Linked DNA regions of Ovis canadensis: region 1 is linked to region 2. The links are chromatin contacts, called in public Hi-C maps. All regions are on one chromosome and are shown on one strand. The core of a region is the stretch at or near the end of the contact, and the rest is flanking DNA. Distances in the headings are between cores, read along the strand shown. Region 1 overlaps RASSF5 (Ras association domain family member 5). Region 2 holds the start of RASSF5 (Ras association domain family member 5).

What was found. Hi-C and Micro-C count contacts between places; a contact is called where the count stands out from the background.
Region 1: a contact with region 2 is called in a Hi-C map of fibroblasts, with 2.9 times the contacts expected there. The contact joins the enhancer-like site here to the promoter of RASSF5 in region 2. A contact is called at or near these places in 2 of 2 Hi-C or Micro-C datasets (fibroblasts and lung).

What each region holds. Positions count from the first base shown.
Region 1 is chr12:15,335,037-15,341,150 of ARS-UI_OviCan_v2, forward strand. The region is part of intron 2 of RASSF5 (Ras association domain family member 5); the gene reads left to right. Among named protein-coding and RNA genes, the nearest start is that of EIF2D, 35 kb to the right of the region's middle. Within about 2 kb of position 4,740, the one cell type or tissue checked has open chromatin away from gene starts, as enhancers often do. A contact at or near this core is called in fibroblasts, where this site is marked.
Region 2 is chr12:15,270,668-15,276,023 of ARS-UI_OviCan_v2, forward strand. It overlaps RASSF5 (Ras association domain family member 5), which reads left to right and starts at 3,588. Exons shown (of 6, transcript XM_069545272.1): 1 at 3,588-4,093. The coding sequence starts at 3,631.

The sequences.
Region 1 (6,114 bases), core at 3,490-5,989, 66 kb after region 2:
CTTTCACTTTCTGCTTGTTCAGACGGCTCCATGTCCCTGCTGCCTCAGGTGGTAGAGCATCTGCCTGCAATGTGGGAGATCCGGGTTTGCTCCCTGGGTTGGGAAGATCCTCCGGAGAAGGAACTGGCAACCCACTCCAGTATTCTTGCTTGGAGAATCCCATGGACAGAGGAGCCTAGAGGGCTACAGTCCACGGGGTCACAAAGAGTCAGACATGACTGAGCAACTGACGCATGCTTCCTTCCTATTCCTCTTTTGGGAATAACCTGTCAGAGACCATAGTTTAGGAGTTTCTGGTTCTTTTATTTCGGAACACTGGACAGCTCCATAGAGGGACTTATGAGAATCAACCCACTGCCATGGGTGGGGCTGGGAACCAGCTCACCAGGACCTGGGGGGAACCTGTGGTGAAGCCCCACCAGGCTTCCTCTTTCCCATTTGATTTAGGCTATCACAAAGGGGCCAGTGAGCCTTGAATGTGACCTGGGCATCAAGCAGGGTGTTCTGAACCCAGCCCAGCCGGCAGGTGCCCGCCCCTTTCCTTCAGAGGTTCCTTCTTAGGACGAGCTGAGTGGAGACTTCAGGGTTGGGGTCAGGCCGGCTGTGGGCAGCAGACTGGAGCGGAAGGCGTCTATAGGTGGTCATTCCCCTGCAGAGGCTGCCAGAGGCTCTCTTCCCAGACAGAGGCTAGAGATGGTTTCCACCCAAGGGGCACAAGAATTGCTGCCGACAGATTTGCTAAGAGCTAAGAAAGAGGAAATGTGGCAAAGGCTCCTGGTGACCGGCTTCCGGGAGAGTTTTTGTTTTGCTTTCTTGAACTATGTGACTTCAGAAGGTGTGGACCTGCTCGAACTCGGGCAGCGTGGGGTCTGGCAGACACACAGAGAAGCCAGTGGCCAGGAAGGAGCAAAGTCAAGTCATGGAGAAACGTCGGGCAGGTCCTGAGCACGGCCGTAGACCCATCATCACTGCCGCAGCTTGGACCATCCAGCCCCAGCGCTCCTCCAAGAGGCCGCCAGCCCACACCCCGCTCTCTGAAGCAGAAGAGGAAGCGGTGATGAAAGAAACCACCCTGTGCCACCTGCTGTGCAAAATCTTAGCGTTGCAGAGGGGCCTTCGAGCTTCTCTGGTCTGACTTCATTTCACAGGTGAGGAAACTGAGGCCCTGGGAGGGGAATTGACTCACCAGAGGTCACAGGTCACTTGCTGGTCTTGTGTTCATCCTCAGCAAGAAGCTGCCGAGAGCTGACAGCTTCACACGCAGCCCACACCTTCTTGGCACGTGCCCCTCGTGGCACAGGTCGGTGTGAGGTGCCCCTGGACGTGGCTGGTGCCCTTGCCGGGCTGAGTACCACCTTAGCTAGTCCACTCTTTGCCTGCCGCTCAATCAGCAGGTATTTATTTATCTGTCATGTCCTTGGAGGTCATCCTAGTTCTCCACTGAGCCCCTGCAGGGGCTGCAAAAGAAGACTAATCATCAGATGTCACATCTGACTCCCTCCAGGGAGTGTCTAACTGGAGAGCTGGAATTAACACATGTGGAACAATAATTAAACAATAGAAGGCAGTGCATAATTCGGTGCTGACGTAGCCATACAGGCTGTGAAGTCACCTCCACAGGTTCTTGGAGTGTTGGAGGTAACGTTAGCAGGCAGCTGCAGAGGTCCATGGCATATGGGGATTTGCAGGTTTGCTCCGACGGGAATCTGAGGCTCTGAGGTCGTGGGGCTGGTGTCTGGGAGTGTCTCTGAGCCAGTGGTGAGCGTGCCTGCACCTTTCCTCAGCCAGCTTGCTACCTCCTCATGAGGGAAGGATGGAGAGAGAGAACTCTGATAAAGTGAAAAGCCTTTGTCTACTTGTGGAGTGTCCACAAGTGAGAGTGAAGTTGCCAAAGGCCCCTCCACTGGTGGTGGGAGGAAACACACTGCAAACGCCTGCCTCTCAATACAACCATGCTCTCAGGAGAAGGTGGGGACCAGTTCACACCTGTATGTGCCTTTCTCCACTGGGGAATTCAAGTGTCAGGGATCTAAGAGATGAGGAGAGCAGAGAATGAGATAGCAGCAGGCCCGAGAAACGTCCTACACAGAGAAGATGGGACTAGGGGAGGTAGGGGTCGTGAATTCCAGGCAGAGACCACACAGACAGCAGAGTAGAACAGAGGTGGCGGACCACTGTCCATGGGCCGGAATCCACAAATAAAGTTTTATTGAAACTACACTCATTCTGTGATCACGGTCTGCTACCACAACAGAGCTAAGTAGCAACGGAGACTAGATAGAGTGCAGAGCCTGAAATGTTTGCTGCCTGGCCTTCACAGAAAATTTACTAAGCACTAGTGTAGAGAAAGGAATGAACAAACTCTTGGGCACAGGGGCCAGTCCAAAGGGAGTGCTCCAGGAAAGTGAGAAATGAGCTTGGCTCACGGAGGTGGGACTTTATATGCCTGGAGTAATAGAGCGCATGTCTTTGGATGGGTTCGCTCATTTCCAGGATGCCCCCTGTTTTGTTTGGCTTTACCTTTACTTCCGTATGAGACAATAAATGATTTACAGAAATGAGGAAGCGAAGGCTTAAAGACATGCTCAAACTCTCTCGAGATCACTTTGTTAGCAGTGGGAGTCAGAATCGGAACACAGGCTCGTGCTCATCCTGAAGGTGTTGCCTGAGCCTCTCACCTGTGCCAAGCTGGAACTCGGCTCTGGGGGTCCACGGTGGGGAAGACAGGTGCTTCTCTCACAGAACTCAGTCCAGACTGCAGTGCCAGCCTCACTGCACTGTAATTCCTAGCAGAAAGTGAGACTGCTTTCCCCCCACATAGGAATGGGGCCATTGCAGGTTCTTGAGCAAACATTTATTATCTGCTTCATGCCCAGGGCCACCTGGGCAGAGAGCAGAGACCTAAGTATGGTGTAAGTCGTTAGGGAGCTGCAACCTAGTTGGGGAGAAAAACCAAGCTGGGTGGTCTACTCGGAGGTTAGTATAAGTAGATGGGATTTAAGTGCAGGACAGTATAGTGTTAGCTTTGGATGTAGGTTAGCTTTAACCTTCCCGAGCCTGTTTCCTCATCTGTGAAATGAGCATAGTAAGTGTACATTTCTCATAAACTTGTGGCGAGAGTGAAATGAGCCAACAGTACAGGCTAAGTGAGAAGAACAGTGCCCGCTCAGAGCTGGCCAGGAAATAGCAGTAAAGCATCGTTGTTATCATTCAGGGCTGAGATGCTCAGCCTTGACATCTGAGGGACCTGACATCATGAGAGGCCTTGACAGCTGAGGGACTTTAGACAGACCGGAGTAAGACGGTGAACGCAGTGTGCAAGAAGAGGCGGATGAATTTAAAAACAGGGAAAGTGAAATTTCTGGCAAAAAAAAAATATGGTTTGTGATTTAGGTCCAGAAAAAAAAAAAAGGCCTGAATATTCTAATGGCTCTCGCAGGTTCTCCTCAGCGCCCTCCTCACTCTGGGGGGTCCCCCTCGTTGCTGGGGCTTTGTGGGCCTCCCTGTGTTCAGCTGCTGCTGCTGCTAAGTCACTTCAGTCATGTTCGACCCCGTGCGACCCCATAGACAGCAGCCCACCAGGCTCCTCTGTCCCTGGGATTCTCCAGGCAAGAACACTGGAGTGGGGTGCCATTTCCTCCTCCATTGCATCAGGGGAGACTAAAAGCCACCAGCTTCGCTCAGAGTCTTCTCAGCTCACTGGGTCACTTCCCAGTGACCCAAATTAAGACTTTATGTCATTGATCGAAATGCAAGATTCGCCAGTGTTTGGGTTTTTTCTTAAAGTAAAATTCAGCTTGGGGTAAATCTGCTCTGAGATGGGCCCCAGACCACCAGAGGATGGTCCTCTCTTCTTTTGGTGTAATGGGTACTTAAACTGAAAAGTCTGAGGATCACTGTTTCAGGACGTGTCTCTACTCTGAGGCCTAGCACCCAGCCTCTTCACCTGGCTGTACCCCAATAACACTGAGAGTTAAGAGAGGACGCCGCCCTTGCCATGGCTTAGGACATGGGAACACAAATCTGCTTTCACCAGTGCCCTGGATGTGCTGGGTGCATTAGGAACAGCTCAACCATCTGCCACCCACGCCAGGAGCTTCATCAGAGCATCCATGCAGGAGACACCGAGATGTGTCAGCCTCCTGGGAGAGACACCTCGCAGGAGAATGCCTGTATCTTTAAAACCATAGCAGAGTCAGTCTCCCATTCTGTCTCCATCTTGGGCCACTCCCAGAAACAAAACTGTCTGTCTGGCTTCTAGCTTCGTAGCCAAAGATGGAGGCAAATCTTTCACTTTGAGGATCTGAGAATTCGGCAGGTGAATAGAAAGTGGGGTCTTTGACTTACCTTCTGAAGACTACAGACACTGGATATTGCCTTCTTGGTAAACCTTGGGGGCAGTGGATATCTGTGGGTGCCAAAGTGTTAACCCTGCAGCTGGATGGCAACCCTGGAGGTCTGAAATTGCCTGGGAGTTCTTTCCCAACACTGCTGCACGTTAGCATCACCTGGGAGATTTTTAAAATCCGTCTGCTCAGGCTGCACCCCAGACCACTTAAATCAGAACCTCCAGGAGGGAGCCCAGGTGGTGGTGTGTTTCTGAGGCTCCCCCAGAGGAGTCCACGTGCAGCAAGTTTAAGAAGCACTGGTCTAGAATTTCTGCCCTCTCTGGAATGGGAAAGGGGAGCAGGCGGTGCTGGCGGTGCCTGGCTGGCTGATTGGCTGCTTCAGGAGCTGATTCATTCAGTCCACGGGTTAGATCTTGTCTGCCAGCCCTGGTGTGGGTAGCGGCCTGGGGTGCTGCCGTCTGAGGCTGGGAGATCGAGCGTGCCGGCCAGACAGGGCTCCTGGCACTCCCGGATGGGGCTGTCTTCTGCGTCAGCCCCGCGGAGGCTGCCCACAGCCGCTTGCGTCACTTCCCCAGGTTTGTGGTGGGAAGCGAGGGATAGATGGTCTGCTGATGGGAAAGAGAACAGGAAGGAAGATCTTTAGGTTAAGGCCGCTCTGACCCTTACTGTTCAAAAACAGTCTGGAACGCTGGCCTTTGAAAGCCATGATGCAGCTGCCCTTTCTAACAGGGAAATGGCTGTTGCTCATTTGGAAACCAAGAGAGATCTTCTAGGAGCTGCTAGACTTTTCTCTCCATCACTTAGCTCTTTTTTATAGAGGAGCCTGAGAAGGCTGTTAACCCCTAAGGAGCAGGAGCCTGCATGTTTCGTAGATGAGCGGAATGGAGCGTGTGTAATAATAACTGGATGCTGGCTTTTCTGACTGGAAGCTCCCAGAGGGCAGCAGGCTCACCCGGTCCTGTAGAGAGGTGCCCAGCAGGTTGGGGGCTGGGGTGAGGTCTCCAGGAACTAAGTGGGGAGGGACAAGGAATGAGATGCTTTACTGTGAGGGTCCCTGGGGAGCACGTCGACAGCGAGTGAAGACGGATGTGCGGCTCACACCAGCTGCTGCTCCTCTCCAGCAAAAGGGAGTCCCCCAGGAACTACTCCTCCTGAGTGGTCCTTGATGGACTCAGGGTCCTGTCCCAGGGATCCGAGTGGCCACACAGGAGAGGGGCGAGCCCTTTCCTGGAATCCTGTCGCCTCCTGCTGGGAGACAGAAGTCCCTTCTTGACATCTTCACGGGTGACACGGTGGCCCCAGGTCCTGAGGCTTCTGGGGACCCACCAATCAGACACATCTTAGCTGAACATTTCACAGGTCAGTGATGTATCGGTCTTGGTGAGGAGGCTGCTCATCCCCGCCTCGGAGCGTGCAGTTTCAGTGGTCACCGTGGGGGCGGCAGACGTGGGCTGTCCTGGGGTGACCACGTGGTGACCACGTGGTGAGCAGAGCACTCTCAGGCAGACTTGAGGGGCTGGGCGCCGGGCCCCACGCAGATGCTTACCAGCAGTGGGACCACACGCGTTTCTCAACCCGGCAGAGCTTCTGTCTGTAACCTGTAAAATAGGAACAGCACATTTAGTGTGTAAGAGATGGTGTGTGGAGGCACAGTGCTCTTCTGACCAGCCTCCTCGGAGAAGAGCAGAGAGGGGCAGACAGGCCCGCGGAACACGCTGTGATGGAAAAAGGGCGTCAGCGCATCTCCGCGCTGAGGGCCGGGTGT
Region 2 (5,356 bases), core at 2,338-4,837:
CTGACCTGTCCTGACAGGTCCAGTGACCCCAAGCAGACAGTTGTACCGGCATAATCACTGGGAGGTCCCTAAGTCCCTTTGGGGGTTTCAGGCGACTTCAAATGCCTCCAAGCCAGACAAACCCAGAAACTTCCCCTTCAGAAAGTCAGGCCACATTCTCGCCTCCTCTTTTCCTTCCTACTTGGAAGCTCCCTGGTGGGTGGGGGCGTGGAGTGGGATGGGGTGGGGGTGTTAGGAGATAGCCTTGAAACAACTCACCCACTGGGGGAACCAAGAGACCACCTCTGAAGTGACCTCACACACTCAGACTCACTGTCAGCACCCTTCCCTTTGGTCAAAAGGAGAAACAGCACACCCACTCTTCTGGGAGTGAGTCACAAGCAGAAAAAAGCCAGCGGCTCCGAGCCAAGAGGATCTGCTAACGAGGGGAGAAAACTCCCAGTGGAGGCGTCTCAGCAGATGCTGTGGTCTCGCCCCTGTGGCCAGCATCCCGAGCAGTGCCGAAGTTCATCATCAGGCAGTACCCCAGGTCCTGACCCTGCCATGAGCCTGGAGTTTATTTAGTAGTTCCCTGATGAAGGAAAATGGGCTGTGTGTGTGAGATGGGAGAGGATGCTCTTCTGGGGAAGAAGGAGACTGGGCTGGGAAAGATGACATCAGAAGAGGCAAGTTCCCGGCAGAGAGCCTCCTGCTGGGGTTTGGGAGAGGCAGCAGCCTCGCTTGACCTCAGTCTCTAGCTCAGGGAGATGAACTGGGAGATAAACTTGATACATTTTTCAGGTTGGTCACATGGAATTATGTTATCTCCACTTTTTCTCCCTTCTGTCCCGGAAGCCACATGCAGGGCTCTGGCCCTGCTAGAGCGCTTTCTCCTTGCACTCCTCCAGATCAGAGCTGGGGCACGACAGCTAAACCGGAGCACTTTTCTGCCCAGCTCAGGAACCTGGGCAAAGGGGTTTATGCCTGATTATTCCAGACAGTCCTCAGCTTCCCAGGGCCAGAGGAGACACTCATCCCGTGAGCCTCTCCATCCCAGGAATCTGGGCTGGGCTGCCCAAACTCATGCTGAGGGGAGGGGGGTGGAGGACAGAAATGGCCATTGGTGGTAATTTCACAAACGGCATCTCAAAACTGGCTCCTTGGTGACGCACTCTGCCAGGTCGCTTCTCCTTGCCACATCAGACTATCACCAGAGCTCGAGCTTGGCCCACACCCTGGGCCTCTCCCAGCCCTCTGCTCTCCCAAGGTTGGAGGAAGAGATCTTCAAACAAGTCTCAAGCCTGTGGCCAGAGGTGGATAATACAGGCTGGATTCAAGCAAACATACACAACACAGGCTTCTGCAACGGCCTCTCGAGAACTGCTTGCAGGAGAAGTGGGAGAGATGAGGGAAAGAAGACCACAAAGGCAAATAGGTCTTTTCTGGGTCAACATCTGCAACGAAACATTGCAGAATTATCCCCCACTGTGTTTTTCTCAGCCGTGTCCCACTGAACTTCACCTGCTCTGCGGGGCAAAGAACAGAGAATCCTATTTTCTTCTTGCCACCTTCGATCTAAAGTAATAGGCCAGCAGCGTCAACACTGCCTGGGAACTTGTTTAAAATGCAAAATCTCAAACTGTTACATAAAGGATGGGCAAGCAACAAGGGAACTACGGTCAATGGCTACCACGCAGCACAGGGAACTACGGTCAGTGTCCTGTAATAAACCATAATGGGAAAGAAAAATATACAAAATCCCAAACCCCAGGCCCAGACAAACTGACTCAGAAACTCAGGGGGTGGAGCTTGGTAATCTGTAATTCCACAAGCCCTCCAGGTGACAGTGATGTATGGCAGCATTGGAAAACCACTGATGGAGAGAAAGCAAGGTTCAGACAGGGGAGAGGAGAGGGGCAGGAGGGGAGCAGAGTGGGGTGGCTGTGGCTCACAGGCCCCCATCTCCCACCTTCCGCTTCACAGCTCTGTGCTCTTGGCCACATTCTTGCCACGCACTCAGAAACGGCCTCATGAGGTGAGAACTTTTGGTTGAGACCTAGGGATCAAAGGATCCATGGTTGCCACCAGCATAAGGGAGAAGCCGTGGGCCAAAGCAAGCTGGGCATTCCCTGGCCTCTCGACTGTTGAAATTTTAGGAATCACCTAAAAACGAACCTCCAAGGGGAAATCCAAAAGCAAAAGTGAGGATTCCCCTAGAAGACACTAGGGGGAGACCCATCTCTGGCCTGGGAAGGGGAGGGAGCAACTCAGGTCTAGAAGAATTCAGACCATGTGTTTCTCAAGTTGATTCGCTGGTGACCTCTACTAAATCAACCAAATTGAACCGCACCTTTCGAGTGACCACTGAGTCAGAGTGATGGAACCAGAGAGGAGGAGCAAAGCGTTAAGTGTCTGCTCACTCCCAGTCCAGTTTCCCGCTAAGGAAGCTACAGAGGCTAGAGAGGACCCAGGGTCACACAGCAGGTCTGTGATGGGACACAGGTTCGGAGCCCCAGCAAGCCCGGTTCCCCACCCAGAAGAGATGGGCAGGGCCGCTTACCTACTTGGTGCGACACAGGGCTAAAAGACAATGCTAGCCTTTTGTTCAAAAACTGTTAAGGCTTTCAAGGCGAGGACAGCAGAGCATTAAAATCGAGAGGAGTGGGGAGGTTGTGAAGCCTGTCCTCGGACTGATAGAAAGGAATCTCTCTCTGAGTCCCACAGGCGGGCTGTCCACACCAGGTGCAAAGCAGGGCTTTTGCGGGCGGGGGTGGTGGTGGTATTTCCACAGTAATTACTAGAACATCTATGGGGAGAGGCAGATTTGACTTAGAAAGGAAAGCTCTCCCAACCCACGGGGGCCCGGAGTGTTGGCACGGACCTAGGATCACCAGAACTCCAGTCTTCCGGGAAAGGACTCTCCTACCGGCCAGGGCTGCTGCGAAAGGGGAAATCCAACCAGGGTGGACGCGGCGCGCGGACAGCCCGCTGCCATCAGCATCGGAAGCGTCCCCCGCCGTCACGGGACTCGGAGCCGCCGTGGGCCCGCGAGCCGCAGCCGGGCATCCCCTGCGTGCGCCGGGCTCGGGGCGCGCGGGGGCGGCGGACTGCGGCGAGCGCCGGAGGGGAAGGGCCGGGGGGCGCGTGAAAACCGGGAGGCCAGCGGGCCGACTCTGAGCCGGCGGACGTCTCGCTGGACCCCCATTCTCCGTTTCTAAGCCCTTCCCTCCGGCCCGCTCCCTCCTCGGGGCGGGTTGGACTGTGGATTGGGGGCGTGGGAACCTGGGGTTGGCGGGTGAAAATCTGGGGTTGGGGTGAAGGATGGGAGAGAGGAGAGGAGGGCTGAAGGCAGGAGGCTCCCACAGAAAGCCTCTTCCGAGTTGTCCTGTAAGAAGCTTTCCACGTGCAACCCTTCAGCTGCCCCGGCTACCTGAAGACTCCCCGGAATCCACACTCGCCCAGGCGTCCCCCACTGCCGCCCCTGTTCAGGGCGGTCGGTGGTTCCCGTGGGTCGTCCTTCCTGCCTCTCCGAGGTCTCCCCGCCCCCGCCCCGCCCCGCCGGCTGCGGCCCCTTTAAAGGCGCGCCGGTCTGGGGCCGCCCCGCTCTCGAGGCGGACTCGGGAGGAGCGCCAGCGCGGAGAGCCGCCCGGCATGGCCATGGCGTCCCCGGCCATCGGGCAGCGCCCGTACCGGCTGCTCTTGGAGCCAGAACCGCCGCGCTATCTGCAGAGCCTGAGCGGCCCCGAACTGCCGCCGCCGCCGCCGCCGCCGGGCCACTCCTCGCGCCGCTGCGCCCCCGCGCCCCTCTCCACTGCGCCAGGGGCGCACGAGAGACGCGGTGCCCGGAGGGCCGCCCGGGGGGACCCGGAGCCCCAGCCCCGGGCCTCGCGACCCGCTCGCCCTCTCCGGCCTGGTCTGCAGCAGAGACTGCGGCGGCGGCCTGGCGCGCCCCGGCCCCGCGACGTGCGCAGCATCTTCGAGCAGCCGCAGGACCCCCGCGTCCCGGCGGAGCGAGGCGAGGGCCACTGTTTCGTGGAACTGGCGCTGCGGGGCGGCCGCGGCTGGTGCGACCTGTGCGGGCGAGAGGTGTGGCGGCGCGCGCTGCGCTGCGCTAGTAAGTGTGAGGGTCCGGGCGGGGCGGGGCTGGGGGGCGCGGGAAGACCGCAGCCCGCCCGCGAGAGGCTGCGAGCGAGCGGGCTGGGGCGAGCCGAGAGGGGGCGCTGCCCGCTCCGGCTCCAGGGGAGACCGGGGGTTTCACCGAGGGAGGTAGCCCCTGGACACACTCTGCTCCTTAGTGCCCTTAGGTATGCTTATGCGATATTTAACAAACACCTCTTCCTCTGACAGGTGCGCGCCTTGCCCCTCTCCAGAAACAGCCAGTACACACACACACACACACACACACACGCACACACACACAGACACACACACAGACACACACACACAGACACACACACACAGAGGCTGGGGTTGATGCCTGATGCTACCAGATCATTCCCTTGTCTCCAGGGCCCTCTCTTGCTTTTTTGTAGCTTCTTGAGAGTGGGTTGTGAGGCTACTCTTGAGATGACCGTTTGGCCCCTGCTTATTAGGACAATGGCAGATAACTTTGTCTGCCTGCCTGTGGTACACCCTTCCTCCAGGGTGACCTGTGGGGACAGGGAAGAGACCTGGTTGGGCTTTGGATGGACAGAGGCCATGAGGCTTGAGAAGAGGGTGAAGTGACCCTGGATCCATGCCCTCTCCGGCCTTCCACCTCTGGCCGCTCGGACCTTTGCCCTCTGCTCTGATGTTTGGCTGGGCCCTGCTTCCTCCCCTTCCTCCTACTGGCTACTGCACCAGGCATCAGGCTCGAGAATTCCCCAACTACCTGCCCTGTCTCACTCTCCCCAGAGCTCTCAGGTCCCTCCAGCCTCCTCCTCTGAGCCAGAATCTTCTCAAAGCCTGACTATAAAACACTGGACATCCACCGTATAGATTTTCTGAGCACATTTGCGGTCTTCTTGGGGGTTTGTTATTTTTCTCTTCCAGCAGTTAGGTGTGTATATTTCTTCAGTGATGTTTCTTTTCTTCTTTTCCTATTAGATTTATCTAGAAAAATAGATTTTCCTGTTAGACTTATCTAGAAATATAGATTTTTTTCCTATTAGATTTCTCTAGAAAAATAGATTTCTTCTTTTCTTGTTCCCCACCCCATATTTGCTGTGGTCATATTTGACGATACCCACCCCCATGTGCGTATGTGTTTATATAGGTATTTTAAATATCTGAAGCACAAAGTGCAGACGATGGTACAGCGTCTAGAAAGCCTCTCTGGAAATGGCCTGGGGTTGCATCTTTCAGTCAAGCCTCTTCCCTCATGACAGCAGCCCCCATC